Linked DNA regions of Mus musculus: region 2 is linked to region 1. The links are chromatin contacts, called in public Hi-C maps. All regions are on one chromosome and are shown on one strand. Each heading gives the region's core, a stretch centred on a gene start, on an enhancer-like site or on the middle of the called end of the contact. The rest is flanking DNA. Distances are from core to core; before and after follow the strand shown.

Region 1 (6,912 bases), core at 1,232-3,731:
AACTGGCTCATTTTGTGTCAACTTGACACAAGCTGGAGTTATCACAGAGAAAGTAGCTTCAGGTGAGGAAATGCCTCCATGAGATCCAGCTGTAAGGCATTTTCTCAATTAGGTGGGAGGGCCCCTTGTGGGTGGGACCATCTCTGGGCTGGTAGTCTTGGGTTCTACAAAAAAGCAAGCTGAGCAAGCCAGGAAAAGCAAGCCAGTAAGTAGCATCCCTCCATGGCTTCTGCATCAGCTCCTGCTTCCTTGACCTGCTTGAGTTCCTGTCCTGACCTTCTTTGGTGATGAACAGCAATGTGGGAAGTGTAACTTGAATAAACCCTTTCCTCCCCAACTTGCTTTTTGGTCATGATGTTTGTGCAGGGATAGAAACCCTGACTAAGACACCTTCCAAGTATACATCCTTCTACTCTGCACTGATGAAATTCCAACATGCAGGAGACTGCAGCCTGTACTGGGAGCAGAAGGGAAGAGTTGGGAATCCTATTTTACAGCTAACTACCAGTACACAAAAAATATTAGAATGTAAGTTTCCTAAGAGTAACTGTAGGGTATTCAGAGCCTCGGTGTGAGCTTCTTGCATACACATACGTTCTCACTTGCCATGGTTTCTGAAAATGATGCTGTACAGCAATGGGAAGGTGGAGAGTATATCATAATAAACATATATCAGAAGTTGAAAACATCATTTAGTCAGAAAGCATCCCAAACATCTCTAATCTCTAAGTCTTCACAATTGAAGAGTACCAGAAGATGCAGAGTACTGTCACCTCACTACTGTGCTCAGCAATCACTGTGAAGTATAATCTTCCTGCTGGTCCAGTGCCACAAAGAGCAATTCTGTTGAGCAGCAGCTGCATAAGAGAAGATAAAAATGTGAAGTGTAATTTTCAATAAATTTGCATTATTTTCATACCATCCTAATGTAGGAAGCTCATAAAATAATTATCTTAAATCAGAACTATCTCCATGACCAGTGCCTATGAAGACCGAGGCCAGACATCCTCTATGAGAGGAAGGATCTTATGTTGTGAACTTATGGCGCACAGGCTCCATTAGAAGTATTGTACTTGCATGAACCAACATGTGGATTTGCAACATTTCCTAATTAAAGCTTTAAACGGTGTGTGAAGGAGTCTGTGTTATAGCCATTGTTAATCCAATAATTATACTAAAGGAGATTTGGAGGTTTAAGATGCTGTTGCCTTACCACTGAGGAATTAAATAATAATAAAAATATATCATATACCGTAGCTCTCTATAATTTTTAAGCAGATTTAAAAGTTTCTGGATTAAGCTGGGGGTACCGGACAAGCAGTGGACACACCAACAAGCTATCCTTTGAGCAGATATTTCCTCATTTCTGTGGCTACATTGATGAGAACAGATTATTAGGACCACCTTCCTAAGGGTTCTGCAACATGTGTTCTGGGATTTCTTTTGTGCTGACCTGGCCATACTTACACTCTAGGATTACTATGAGAAACAAAGGGCCTCAGCATTCAATACTGCAGCCGGGGCATATTCCAACCAGGGATCAGGCTCCAGGAGAAACAGGTCTTTTAAAATGAAGGCCCAGTAAAGAATAGAAGTCAATCATTGATTTGGAAATCTTTGACCTGAGATTTTTAAAATGTGGGGTTTTCCTAATGGGTAAAGAAGTTTTATTAATTAACCATGAACAGGTAAATGTCAACAGGTAAATAGGAGAGAGCCACATGAAGCTACCACTCAAACTGATGATATTTCAACATTTTACCAACAATCTTTACCATGGTTTTTCTTTTTATTAAATAGTTCTTATTTCATGTGTTTGAGTGTTTTGCCTGCATGTGTGTAAGTATAGAAAATGCACACAGGACCTGAAGCACACCAGCAGAGGACTTCAAATCCCATGGGACAGGCATTACTGTTGTTAGTCACTATGTGGGAGCTGGAAACTGAACCCTGTTCCTTTATAAAAGCAGCAAGTGCTCTTAATTGCTGAGCCATTTCTCCATTCCCAATGCTGTTCCTAAAGCAAGTCACTTTCCTCTTTTGTCTTCTTCATACCTACTCAGTAGCTTCTTTGTATTTTTTTCCACTGACATTTTCATTTTTCCGTGTATCCAAAAGCACAGTACAGAATTACCTGGTGTGCTTTGAATGTTTGCACAGTGTTCTCCCATATCCTTTTGCAATTCTTCAGTTATGCCTTCTAACAAAAATATAATTGGGACAATTGAGCCTTTGATGGAAGATGGAAGGAAACCCTTCTTTCGGGTGTGTGGAGTTGCCTTATAAGCTTGTCGCCCTGTCCCAGCTAATCACTCTTCACTGTACTCTTGACATTCCTCTTTGTTTTACATTTATCAATTTGGCTCACAGTTATAAATGTATTTAAGCAATAGCTGTAAAAATTTTTGACCCTTTGGCCCGTACCTTTGCCTTGTTTATGAATCATTATAAAGTTGTTCCAAGGGAAAAGAAAGCAATAAAATCATAGCAGAAAATAGAAACCAAACCTCAGGTGTGTGTGTGCGCGTGTGCGCGAGCGCGTGAGAGAGAGCGAGCACGTATGCGTTTCTTGTCTTTTCTTTACTCATAGGTTTTTGCTAGACTTCTCAGAGTACCAGTCTCAAACACCTGAGCATGGTCATGCTCTTCCAGGGAGAAGAATTGGAAGGCCCAGCACAAGAAGTTATTTTTCATAATAACCAATTAAACTACTCACCATTGGAGCACATGTTTTCATACTTAAGTTAATTGAACTGTTTCAAAGTAAATATGATTCTAAATTGTTTTAGTATGCCAAAGTACTTCAGGCCTGCAGGTAAAAATGGGGGAGGGGAGGAAGTTACTGAATTGTTTGGAATGTGCAAATAAAGCACGCGGCACTGACAATTAGCTCCATGGTCTGTGTGCACCTTGAAACTGACTGTGGGTGGCTTTCGCCCATCTCTTATGCTGAAATCTACTTTGAAGCTCCTGAACAGTAAGTACTGTGAGACTTACCAAGCACAAGTCAGATTGCAATCAGAAACAGAACTGTGTGCAGCAGGGTTTGTTTTTTGTTTTTGTTTTTGTTTTTTTAAACATTTTTCCAGAAAATAATCTCTGTGTAATTCATTTCATTGGCCAAGTAAAAAAGGAATTATTGAAAAAAAAAAAAAAAAGGTTGAGCTTGGTAAAGGAAGTGCAGTATTTTACTTTGGGGGTGGGAAGTGGGGTGAAACTGGAATCAAAATTGGTTTATAGGTCTGTTTGCTGGGCATCACCCCATGATATGCTGATCCTTTTGATTCTGGCAGCTTTGAACATTATCAATGGATAGCTAATGTTTAAAAGGGATTGACCCTGAGGGGAAAATTTTGACATTCATCCCATTACCTAATACATACACAGACAAAATTCCATTTACAAAGATTGCTACTGCTACAGTTTTTCTGGACTCCTACATAGGCCAGGGAAAAGGATTGAATAGGAAACTGTTTGGAAGACTTTGTTGGGTTGATGAATAATCTTGAGTAATGAGTAACACAGAATTCATGGCAAGTCACATATTCCTCCCCCATCATTCTTCTGATCCCAAAGAAACCCAAGAAGAGGAAGTGTATCCTGAACTGCTTGGTTTTTTAGACTCTATTTGAACAGATAAAGATGCCTGGAGAATTAGGACTGACTTCAGAGCCTGTTTACTGCGAATATAAAAGAGGTGCTCCGAGCCACAGGCGGTTAAACCCTGTGTTGAGACAGTCCAAGTAAGAATAGAGTTGTTGTTGTTGTTGTTGTTTCTGTGATATATATATAGGTGTCAGAAGACACCTGGCCTCACAGAATATTAGAATATGAACCAGAAAGCCCTTAATCAGAACATTGAAATGGCCCCTCAGATGTGGCTAGAAAGGGAGATAATATCAATAGAAGAGTCAGGCAGAGAATGAATTCCAAATAACCATATGAAAGACACTGGTTAGCACAGAGAAAAATTAGACACCTTACCCACTATTGCTGCCATATAACAGGGAGGGTATATGCAGGAAAGTGCTCTATGCAAATGACCTATAAGGACTCAATCTGCTAAGCACAGAATAATTGAGCTTCTGACTTTTCTTCAGCTGTGGTCCAGTTGCTGTCTTAATAAACAGTCTTTGATTCTACCATGTATTGCTGTCCAGTTTCTTGCTCCAAGACATAAGCACTAAGAAATACCAGGTGGTGCCCACCAGACTCCCATGTCTACCAAACCACTTCCTGTATAGTTGAGAGTGTGCCATCAACTTCATACACAAGATTGCATTTAAGTAGGTTCCTTAAACTTTTTCTGGACATGGTCTTTGAATACCTTGCCAATTATCTAAGGAGCAATTTTATTCACTGCTACCTCCAAGGAATACCTAACCAAGTATAAAGATATATACAATATTTGACAAATGAAAAAAGTCCTATTATATTGCAGACACTGACTCCATCATGAATGTGACAAACATAGGTTCACAAGCTACCCTGTCCTCAGGCAAGTTGAGATTCAATGAGTGTACCCCCATGACTTGGGTGAGGAACTAGGAAATATTCCAAGGTATCTAGAAAGACTTGCCTAACTAAGGAGAGAGGACTGACTTTGAAGATTACACAGGCACTGAACTAGCCCATGATGTGTAGAATCATGCAAACAGGAGTAAAATTTTCTTCTAGGCATGCTCTTGATTTTAGAGTGTACAAGGTTGTATTTTGCTTACAAGCACCACCATTTCGGTAAGTTAAGGTGCTGTGTATGCTGTTGTCTCTCCTCCCCTGTCCCCAGATGTTTGACTTCATGCCTTCTTTCTGATGTCCTCAGCTCATTTATCTACCTATCTAGCACTCAGAGTGTCATACCATAGTCAGAGTTGTTAGTTTGCATTTATTTTGCCCATAGCAGTTGTATAGATGTTGGCTGATTGAGTGAAGAGTTAAATAAAAGAGGATAGAATTTTATGGTTACCTAAACTTATCCCCAAAGATACAATTTATGAATTACTGATAGAGTGTCCTTCTGAAACTCCTAAAAATGACAACTTATGACTCTTCGTTTAGAAAAATAATCCTTCTGGAATTTTTCGAGACATTTATAAGCAACACTTGCATAACGGTGTTTTTTCTCTCCATGACTTATTGCCAGAACAACTCAGTGCACAACAGTCTGTTAAAATATCATGGTGAGTTCTTACTTAGGGCTGAAGAACCACAATGAGCTATCCCATGTGATCTTTGCAGAACATGGACAATCCGCAGAGTCCTGACTCCTCATGGCCTGTGACATTTCTGGAGGAGGGAGTTATAGTCTTCTTTCTATGCATTACAAACATTGCCTTCTTAGCTGTGTGGCTTGTTTGGATAATAGGACACTCAGGCCAAGCATCTTGATTATTTACCCAGCAGAAACTTGAGTCGGCTGAAGGGGCTCCTGAGGATGGGGGTATACATCCAGTCTTCCTGTCATTTTGGCCAGCTCTGGTAGTTACTCTTGTAAGGGTCTCCTCGGAGACCTACACATTTATGCTGATACTGGCAACTTAAAGAAGCTTGAAATGTGGTGCAAAAGACTTTCTTGTCCTCAAATGGATGAAGTCTGGGGATAGTTGCTCAAGATTTCCAAATATCTATTTGAAAAATGTGTCATTTCTGCTATTTCTGTGGCCAAATGAATTGTCACATTCATGAGCATAACTTACCCTGCAATCTGTTTATCGAGGAAGAAGCCAGTTGCTGCCTCATTTCTGCTTTCCAGGTGACTGATATTAATTAGTTTGCAGCAGGCATGGTTTATCTCTGACTCAAACCAAAGCATATGAAAATGCCTCTCTGAAGTAAGGTATTTTTTTTTCTACAATGAATGGGATGAAGATACTTATCTGAGAGAACAGGGTTTAGTTGGAGCCTCCATCAGCAGTTCTTTGAAATACGTTGTTCAACTACGGCTGATCCAGGTAAAGAATAAAAATGGTATGTCATATTGTGACTGCATTAACTCCTTTCTAACACAAGGCATGAGGCCATTGCACAATGGGAGGCTTTCTCTGAGGGGAGCATAGAAATGATGAGGCTCTACATGACTCTGGAGTTACTTCTCAATTATGACCAGTTCCTCCAAGATCATGCCAAGTTCACAAATGCAGTAGCATTGCATGAGAATTCATCTTAGTCCTCTAATATAGAGATCAATACTTTTAAAACCAACCTACTCTTTACTAAGCATTAATAAAATTGTTCCCCTAAAATGATCTTTTAGGAGTGGAATTCATGTGAAGTAAGCAATGAAGTTCAAAAGATAGAAAACCGGAACATTAGAACTGCAGAATGTGACATAGCTACATACATACAAGGCAGACCCTAGGCTACTCATTTCGTTATGTTTTGTAGCCTCAATCTCTTCAATAGAGAAATGGGAAGATAAAGCCCATTTGACAAGGATGTATAAGGCATTTCCTCTTATCATCTGTCCAAAAGAACCTGTCAGCCATCATGCACACTCTTCTCTTCTGTCAGTGGCCAGATGAAGTGGCCTTATCAAAACGGGAGTTTCAGGCAAAGGGGGACTGAGAGGATGCTTGTTTCCACCTTTGTGTTTGAGTTCCATGCACCAACTCTCCACACTGAGGCCCAAGGAACCAGAAAGAAACAAAAGCAATAGCAAAATCAAAACCAAAAACAAAGGCAAAGAGAGAAATTCAGACTTGGGTTAGAATCCGAAGCTTTGGCTTCTAGTTCTAGCCATGATATTGGCCAGAAGCAACCACCTTGTAAATTTGTATGTCTCCTCCAACATCTCTAGGGTAAATAGGTAAACAGCTCCCAATAGGGGCATTGCAGGAGAACAGAATGATGTATCTGCCTGTTAACCTTCTGTGGTTTTCTTTCTACTCTAGCTGTTACTTTGTATTGCCCTTC
Region 2 (7,128 bases), core at 1,625-4,124, 110 kb before region 1:
CACACACAGACACACACCACACACACACACACACACACACACAGAGAGAGAGAGAGAGAGAGAGAGAGAGAGAGAGAGAGAGAGAGAGCAACAGGAGTCAAGACAGAGAGAAAATTAAATATAGAAACTGCCTGGGGAGACAGAAAAATCCAAGGTTGGTGAGCAACTAACAATTTAAATTCTCTTGAGAAGAGCAAAAAGCTGGACAGAAGAGGACTTTTAATTTGAAGAGTTAATTAAGCAAATGATAAGACTTCTAAAATATCCTTCTTGTTAGAGTTGTAATTTTGAGGCCCAAGAAACAAGTAGAAGGTATTCTCATTCACTCTACAAATCAGTTTAAAATGGACTTCTATAGCAGCAGAAACACAAGGGGAAGAGGGCAGCGTGTCTGTGTTCATCAGCCCTGTGCTCTCTCTAGCTTCACATACCCCTTTTTATGAAGGTAGAGGACAGAGTGGCTGTTTTAAGCAGATCATTAGCTTCATGGATGTGCTGGGTTAGTTTCTTTTCTTTTCTTTTCTTTTCTTTTTTTAAAGTAGAATTAGGTGGCAAAAAAAGAAAGAAAGAAAGAAAGAAAGAAAGAAATTATCTTTTCAAAGCAAAGAAAAAGAAAATCCTGCCACAATTCAGTGTGAGCAAGTTAAGATATCAAAACAATAATGCAGAGTTATCTAGTGCAAGCAACCATCTGTAAGAAGAGGTGTGCATGAGGTTTGAAAAAGTATGGTGGATGCCTAATGGATGACAAAGAGAAACCAAAGTATCAGTTACCATCAGGATGCCAGGATTGCTTGATAATGATGAATAAACATCGACTCTTTATAGCTAAGTGGCCAGCATTATTTCACAGTTGACTGTGTGGAAAGTAGAGCCCATGACCTTTGTCCTGAATTTTAATAGTTTACTGAAGTTTTACATTAAGTAAAAATCTAATTGGCAAGAAAAATTAGTGTTTCTTTGTGGGAGTACAGAGTAAGGCTACTAATTGCATGTAGAAAATGATCCCAGGGTTGTCTCTCTCTCTCTCTGAATTAGAAAATTAAATGAATAATACCTTTCTGATGTTTGGAAGAGGACAGTTGTAGCAGTGAAGTATATTCACCTAATTTAGAATGTCAAAGCTGTTGGCCATCTTGTTCTGTTCACTTATTGACAAACTGTCGATTTCATTACCATATTCCCTGTCTACTAGTTGTGGACATCCAAGCAAACAGACCCCTTATACGGGGTCTGAAGCAAACAGCAAGCTTGTGGGCTTTGTGTGTGTGTGTGTGTGTGTGTGTGTGTGTGTGTGTGTGTGTGTGTGTGCACGCTCGCTGCATTTCTTTCTTTCACTTTACTGTATTAGTAACTGACTATATAAAGTCAGACTGAGAGAAGTCACCAATGTTTTCCTTCTAAGGGGAGAGAAAATAAAGAGCACATTAAATTAACCTCAGTGGAATAGGAGTTTAAATGAATGGTGCTTTATAAATTATATTTAGATGCATAGGGACTTTTTTCTTCTTCTAAATTACTGTCAAGTAAAGGAAATGAGCTGGTTTTTGAGTCTGTGGGGTTTGAGGTATTGTGAAAATATGTTTTCAAAGGTCCCCTGTGCATTTCTCACTGGGCCTGGAAGGGTTAAGTCTGAGCACCCAAGTGTTATGGAAAGTGCTGAGAGTTGGTTATGTCCTCTGTCTGTAATGTCACAGGAAAAACAGTGGCACCTGCATTACCCCTCATTGACTCAGGAACGACAAAAAAGTATTAGTAAGCAAAGCTCAAGAAATGAGTATCTCTGCTGATACCATTTCAGTGTTTTTCCTTCATTCCCTGGACATTCTTGATTTCAAAAACAAACTGTACAGCCCAAGGCACTAGGGTTGGAGTCCAATGTTTATTCAAAAAGGCACCCTGAAGCCATGAGGAAGACTGTGCTACATATGAGAAAAGAAATAAGGGGTGGGGGCAGGTGAGTAGCTAAGCTGTTTCAGGGATGGCAGCAGCAATTGTATTTTCTAGCATTTGTTTTCTGGGAGCCTATGAGATCCACGGAAAGAATCATGAGGGGGAACCCAAGAGTCTAGGGTGTTGTGGCTTGCTTGCTTTACAAGGAGCAAGGCAAACTGCAGTAACAGTTTAGGAGACTGCATTCTCTACTGCCAAGGAGACAGCTGATTTGGGGTAGAGAAATTTGTTTAGACCTAAACAAATGTGGCGGTTTTGTTGACTAAACATGGAAAGAAAGAAAGAAAGAAAGAAAGAAAGAAAGAAAGAAAGAAAGAAAGAAAGAAACAAAGAAAGAAAGAAAGAAAGGAAGGAAGGAAGGAAGAAAGGAAGAAAGGAAGGAAGGAAGGAAGGAAAGAAAGGAGAGAGAGAAAGAAAATCGGGGGTGTTGCCTTCAAACACTCCTCTAATAGGGAGGGAAAAAAAAGAATCTCATGAAAATGTATCACATGAGGAGCGCTTGCTTCAGTTCCAAGCTGAGTCTGGGGCTACTTGGAAACCATTTCTTAAAGCACACACATTTTAGGCAAGGGTGTAGTTACTGTGTCAGTAACAGGGGATCTTTGCTATTTGCCTGTTTTGGATGGAAAATAAATTTAAAAAAAAAAGATTGCAGGAGATTTGAGTTATTATGTGAGCAGGGCTCCGGTTTAGAGTTGGTGGCATTCAAAGCTGGCTTCAGTCACAGTGTGATGCTTGAAGCCTCCCAAAGGCCAAGTGTTTCCTTTTCTTTCTTCTATTTTTTTTTTCCTCTCTCTCTAAGCGTTACTTCACTGAGGCAGAGGGCTGCCTTGGAGTGACGTCAGGAGTTTGTGCAGCAAGCTTGCACAGGAGAAGGGAGGCTGGGTGAGTGACAGCCCAGCCTACTTTTTAATAGCTTTGTCATGTGACTGGGGACTGTAGTAAGACAGGTGCCTTCAGTTCACTCTCAGTAAGGGGCTGGTTGCCTGCATGAGTGTGTGCTGTGTGTCAGAGTGGATTGGAGTTGAAAAAGCTTGACTGGCGTCATTCGGGAGCTGGATGGCTTGGGACATGTGCAGCCAAGACTCTGTATGGAGTGACATAGAGGTGAGCTGGGGCTGAGTATTGCAGGACCGGAGCTTCTCTCAGATGCAATGATTCCTGGAGGGGGGGGGGGATGGGCTAGGGGAGAGGAGGGGACATAGAAAGTGGCTCAGCGGGAGCTTTTGGAGGGGGAAATCTCCATCTTATCTTAACTCCAATAAGTTTGCTATTTTAAGGTGGCTCGGAGATGCCTTGAGCAAATCAAAGCTTAGCTGCTGTCATCAGTATCTGTAGCAGTTAGAAACTCTTTCCATGTGCCTTTGGCTCTGTTTCTACTCATATGCAATATTTATGCTCTAAGATATTGATATGAATCAGGAGCTGAAGTCTTTCCAGTGTTCAGTGGCCTGCTTGGAAAAATGCCATTTCTATTTATAAGAAAATGAAGATAAACATTAAAATGAATTGTGTTAAAAAGAGAGTCCGTTTTGACTCTCGTCAGGATTTATCTTTTCCGCCCTCCTCTCTCTGTTCATTAAACAGAGAATTTACAAGACCCTAAATATTCCTGCTGGGTCTGAGTTAGGTTGCTTTTCCCACAGAACACAAAACGACAGTGCTGTTTCCTTTAAAACACTTGTGTGCGGCTGAAAGGGTTGGCTAGCGAGTTAAAAAAAAAAAAAAAAATCCCAGCCTTAAGAGACCAAAGCTTTCTGTTTGCTTCTGTGGCGAGAAACCGAACGGTTAAATCTCTCTACCACGGAGAGCTGCCTGAAGCCGGGAGAGAATGGAGTTTATGCAGACCGTGTGTGGAGCAGCTCACTGCTTGTGTAAAAATAGACCGCAATACATCAATTCCACAGTCTCTGCTGGCTACAATTCATACAGGGGAGGAAAAAACACAAGCAGTTTCCCCGTAATCTCTGGAGTCTAGCTGGGGCCAGAGGACTTCAGCGTGTTTGCATTCAGTACAATGGAATGTTCTCGGGGAAAGTTTGAGCAAGTTGGAAAACAAGTGAAACTTTTGTGGACTCTGGTGAGATGGACCCGAATTGAATTGCGCGGAGGATCGGAGCTGCTAACTAACAATGGTGCTTCCTCCCGGTAGCGGGGGCACGTAGGGTAAGGGGGAGGGTCAAGTGCCACACGTGATTTGATTAAATAAGATGTCCGTGTGGTGCAGTGATACACATCTAAAGTGAAAATGATTTGGCGAGGCCGCCTGCGAATGCATTTTTCCTATCTAGCCAGGCGTGCCCTGGGTCCTTAACTCTTTGCTGGGTCTGCAGATGTTGGCTCCGTTTGCTTTCCCTAGGCTTTGGCAGATCGGATTTGCAGGTTATAATTATTGTTATCTTGTGATTTCTTGGCAAGGCAGAATAGATATAGATAATTCATGTGTCCCTTGGCTATTGAAGTCAGAGTTCTAAGTGGATTCAAAGTCCTAATTGTTGGAGTAGCCAGCGTAACCCGTGGGTGGTTGTCTGGCTGGCACCATAGCTCTCTTCGAATCACTTTCATTTTTACCTCTTGGATCGTTCCGAAACTGCTCAGAGACTGAAGAGCTGTGATCTAAAGGAGATGAGGAAGATTTGCCTTAGTCAGAATTCCTGTGATTGTTTGCAAATAAACGCCATAGCCATTTATAACCATGGCTTTAAGTTTGTTCTTTCTTTGTTTTTCTTAAGGAGTTGGGGATAGGGGCTCAGCGTCCAGCCTTAGATTGAGTCTCAGTTAGTGCGGCATAGTAGACAGCCAGCTGCTAGAAACCCGTGCCTTCGAGCCTGTGGCTCTGGGAATCATTCCTGCCTGTCGAAATATTACAAGCAGCAGGTAGTGTGGGCAGCTTCCATTTTTTTGAATCATTAATGCTTGCTGTCATCTTCAAACCTATTATGTCCTTTCACACATAATGACAGGACAGTGTATTGGTTAATAAAAACCCAAACCACCAGAGCTACTCAGAGTCTCCTGGTATTTCACAGCTTAATGGAGGGGATGTACAATAAGGTTACTAAGATTGATAGAGACAGATCACCTGACACTCTTCACGAAGACTGTCATTCTTACCTGCCTCCATACCTCCCAGTTCAACTACTGTTTTTATCACAAGTTAAGTTTCTGTTTTTTATTAATTTAATTAAGGCTGCCAAGTCCACTGACTCTCTCTTCTCTCTCTCTTTAAAATTTACCATCAATGGCACCAAAATCTCTGAAAGGTTAATGGAGAATTATACTTAATTATAATGAATCATTATCATCCATGCAGTTAAGCTAATTTATTGTCTGCTTCTTAACTAAGGGAAAAGACTGTCTGTTGGGGTGAAATAACATACAATAATTAGCCTTTTGTGTTTAGAGATTGTGTTGGCCTCTTAAACCTTATTGTAAAAAACGAAGGCTACAGTTGTGAAATTGCTTTCAGAGTTGCAAAGTGGCTGTAGGGTATCTGTGTAATTGAGGCAGGACACACCTGTTACAGATGCACAGGGCAGCCATCAATATCAGCATGTCAGACAAGGACAGGTACTCGGCTCAGTCTGATAGGTCTGGCGTTGTCCAAGTCCAAATATGAATTAATCACAGAAGAAATTGCTTCTACGAATGTGTTTTTGATAAGTAGGATCATGCCACAGTCAGAAGCACTGATTTGATCAGAATGTCAACACTGGCAAGCATAAACACTATTTTGAGCATAGTGCAAGAGTAAGCATGAATACACACACATACACACACACACACACACGATTGGGAGAGGGTGGGTGAGGGAGGGAAAGCAAAATAGAGAATGCTAAAACAAATTAACTTTATGTGTTCAGTGGTTGTCAGAAGTTATACTCAAATACATATTTTTTTTTCCTTGAAGGTTAAAGGTTCTTTAAACTAGTCTCCCTTAGAGAGAGTGGTTAAAGAAAAATGGCAGAAAACTATCACCCAGAAAGCCATGCCTTCCGAGCTCTAGAAGTACCAGAGGCACACTGGGCTGGCTTCTGCTTTAGCTTTCCTTTGGATGCTCATTTTGGTTGTGGTTCTTCACTTTGTTTTTAAAGGAATCCTCCACCCATGACATCCTGTGTGTTGTTTGTTGACAAAGTTCTCCCCTCATCTCTGTGCTGACAGTTGAGGAAGAGTTAATAAAAAGGGGTTGTGCTCTGGGGATGTGTAGTGTGGATAAAAATGGAGCCTTGGGATTGTTACACCCATAACAAAACACTAACTCTATCTGGACAAGATCTACTCTTTATAGTCAGACTTCCACTTACAAACCTAGCTAGGTTTTCTGATCTCTAATTTTGGGCTCACTCAGATGTTACAAAGAAAATCCCAACGGGAAGAGAATGAATGCAGCTCTCTCTTGGTGTGGTTATGTGCCTGCCTTTGGGGATCCTCTGGGGCCTGGTGGTCTAGTGGGCAAAGCGCCATGATATGCAGACTCTCTTCCCTGTCTCCTTTCCCTGTGCCTCCTCCTCAGAGTGTAGCTTCAGATCACACTGCTGCATTCGGACTGTGTAATACAGTCTGCCAGGGATGACAGGGGAGCTCCAGAAATAAACTCTGCATAAAACTTATTTTATTCAAAATCTAAATGTCAGGGAAGTTTATCAGCTTTATGTCTTGCTGCTGCCTGCACAGGAACCACTATACCTTTTTGCAGACCTGGGGAAGCAGAGGCAGGAGGGCCTTGCTTCTCTCTGTGTGGGACTGCCTCGATTCAGACCGTTGGCTGGTGAGAGATGAAGTCTTGGTGATTCTACTGTCATCGTAAGAGCTTCTTTAGGGTTCTTTAGAGCACAGGCACTTGGCTCAACAGCTGAGTATCCAGTTAAATAGGAGACAGTCTCATTGGTAAGGTTCTGATAGCCTCAGAAGGCAACAGGTCAGGGGGGTTGGAAAGACTATCTAAACATGCATATATATATATATTGTAAAATGATCTAAAATAGTTTTCCTAATAAGTATTTAAACCTTTCATTATATTGAAATCATTTTGTATCTCTGTACAAATATCACTTTTAAATTCTCCGTAACTGTGGTTTTGACATACTTCAATAAAATACAAAATATAATCATGGTACAAAACTTCTGGTTTTTTTTTTCTTTCTTTTTAGGTGACAGGTCACCCCCTACCCA

What was found. A called contact is a pair of places that touch in the nucleus more often than the background predicts.
Region 2: a Hi-C map of liver shows a contact between it and region 1, with 1.9 times the contacts expected there. The contact joins the promoter of Ppargc1a here to the enhancer-like site in region 1. A contact is called at or near these places in 2 of 39 promoter capture datasets (the 3T3-L1 cell line and liver), 3 of 484 Hi-C or Micro-C datasets (the HL-1 cell line, the Patski cell line and liver), 1 of 115 datasets of contacts at active chromatin or transcription factors (intestinal villus epithelium) and 1 of 9 other capture datasets (pancreatic islet).

Annotation. Positions count from the first base shown.
Region 1 is chr5:51,442,465-51,449,376 of GRCm38.p6, reverse strand. No RefSeq gene overlaps it. Among named protein-coding and RNA genes, the nearest start is that of Ppargc1a, 110 kb to the left of the region's middle. Within about 2 kb of position 2,481, at least 11 of the 459 cell types and tissues checked have an H3K27ac peak or open chromatin away from gene starts, as enhancers often do. A contact at or near this core is called in liver, where this site is marked.
Region 2 is chr5:51,549,667-51,556,794 of GRCm38.p6, reverse strand. Ppargc1a (peroxisome proliferative activated receptor, gamma, coactivator 1 alpha) reads left to right here and starts at 2,874. Exons shown (of 13, transcript NM_008904.2): 1 at 2,874-3,060. The coding sequence starts at 3,013.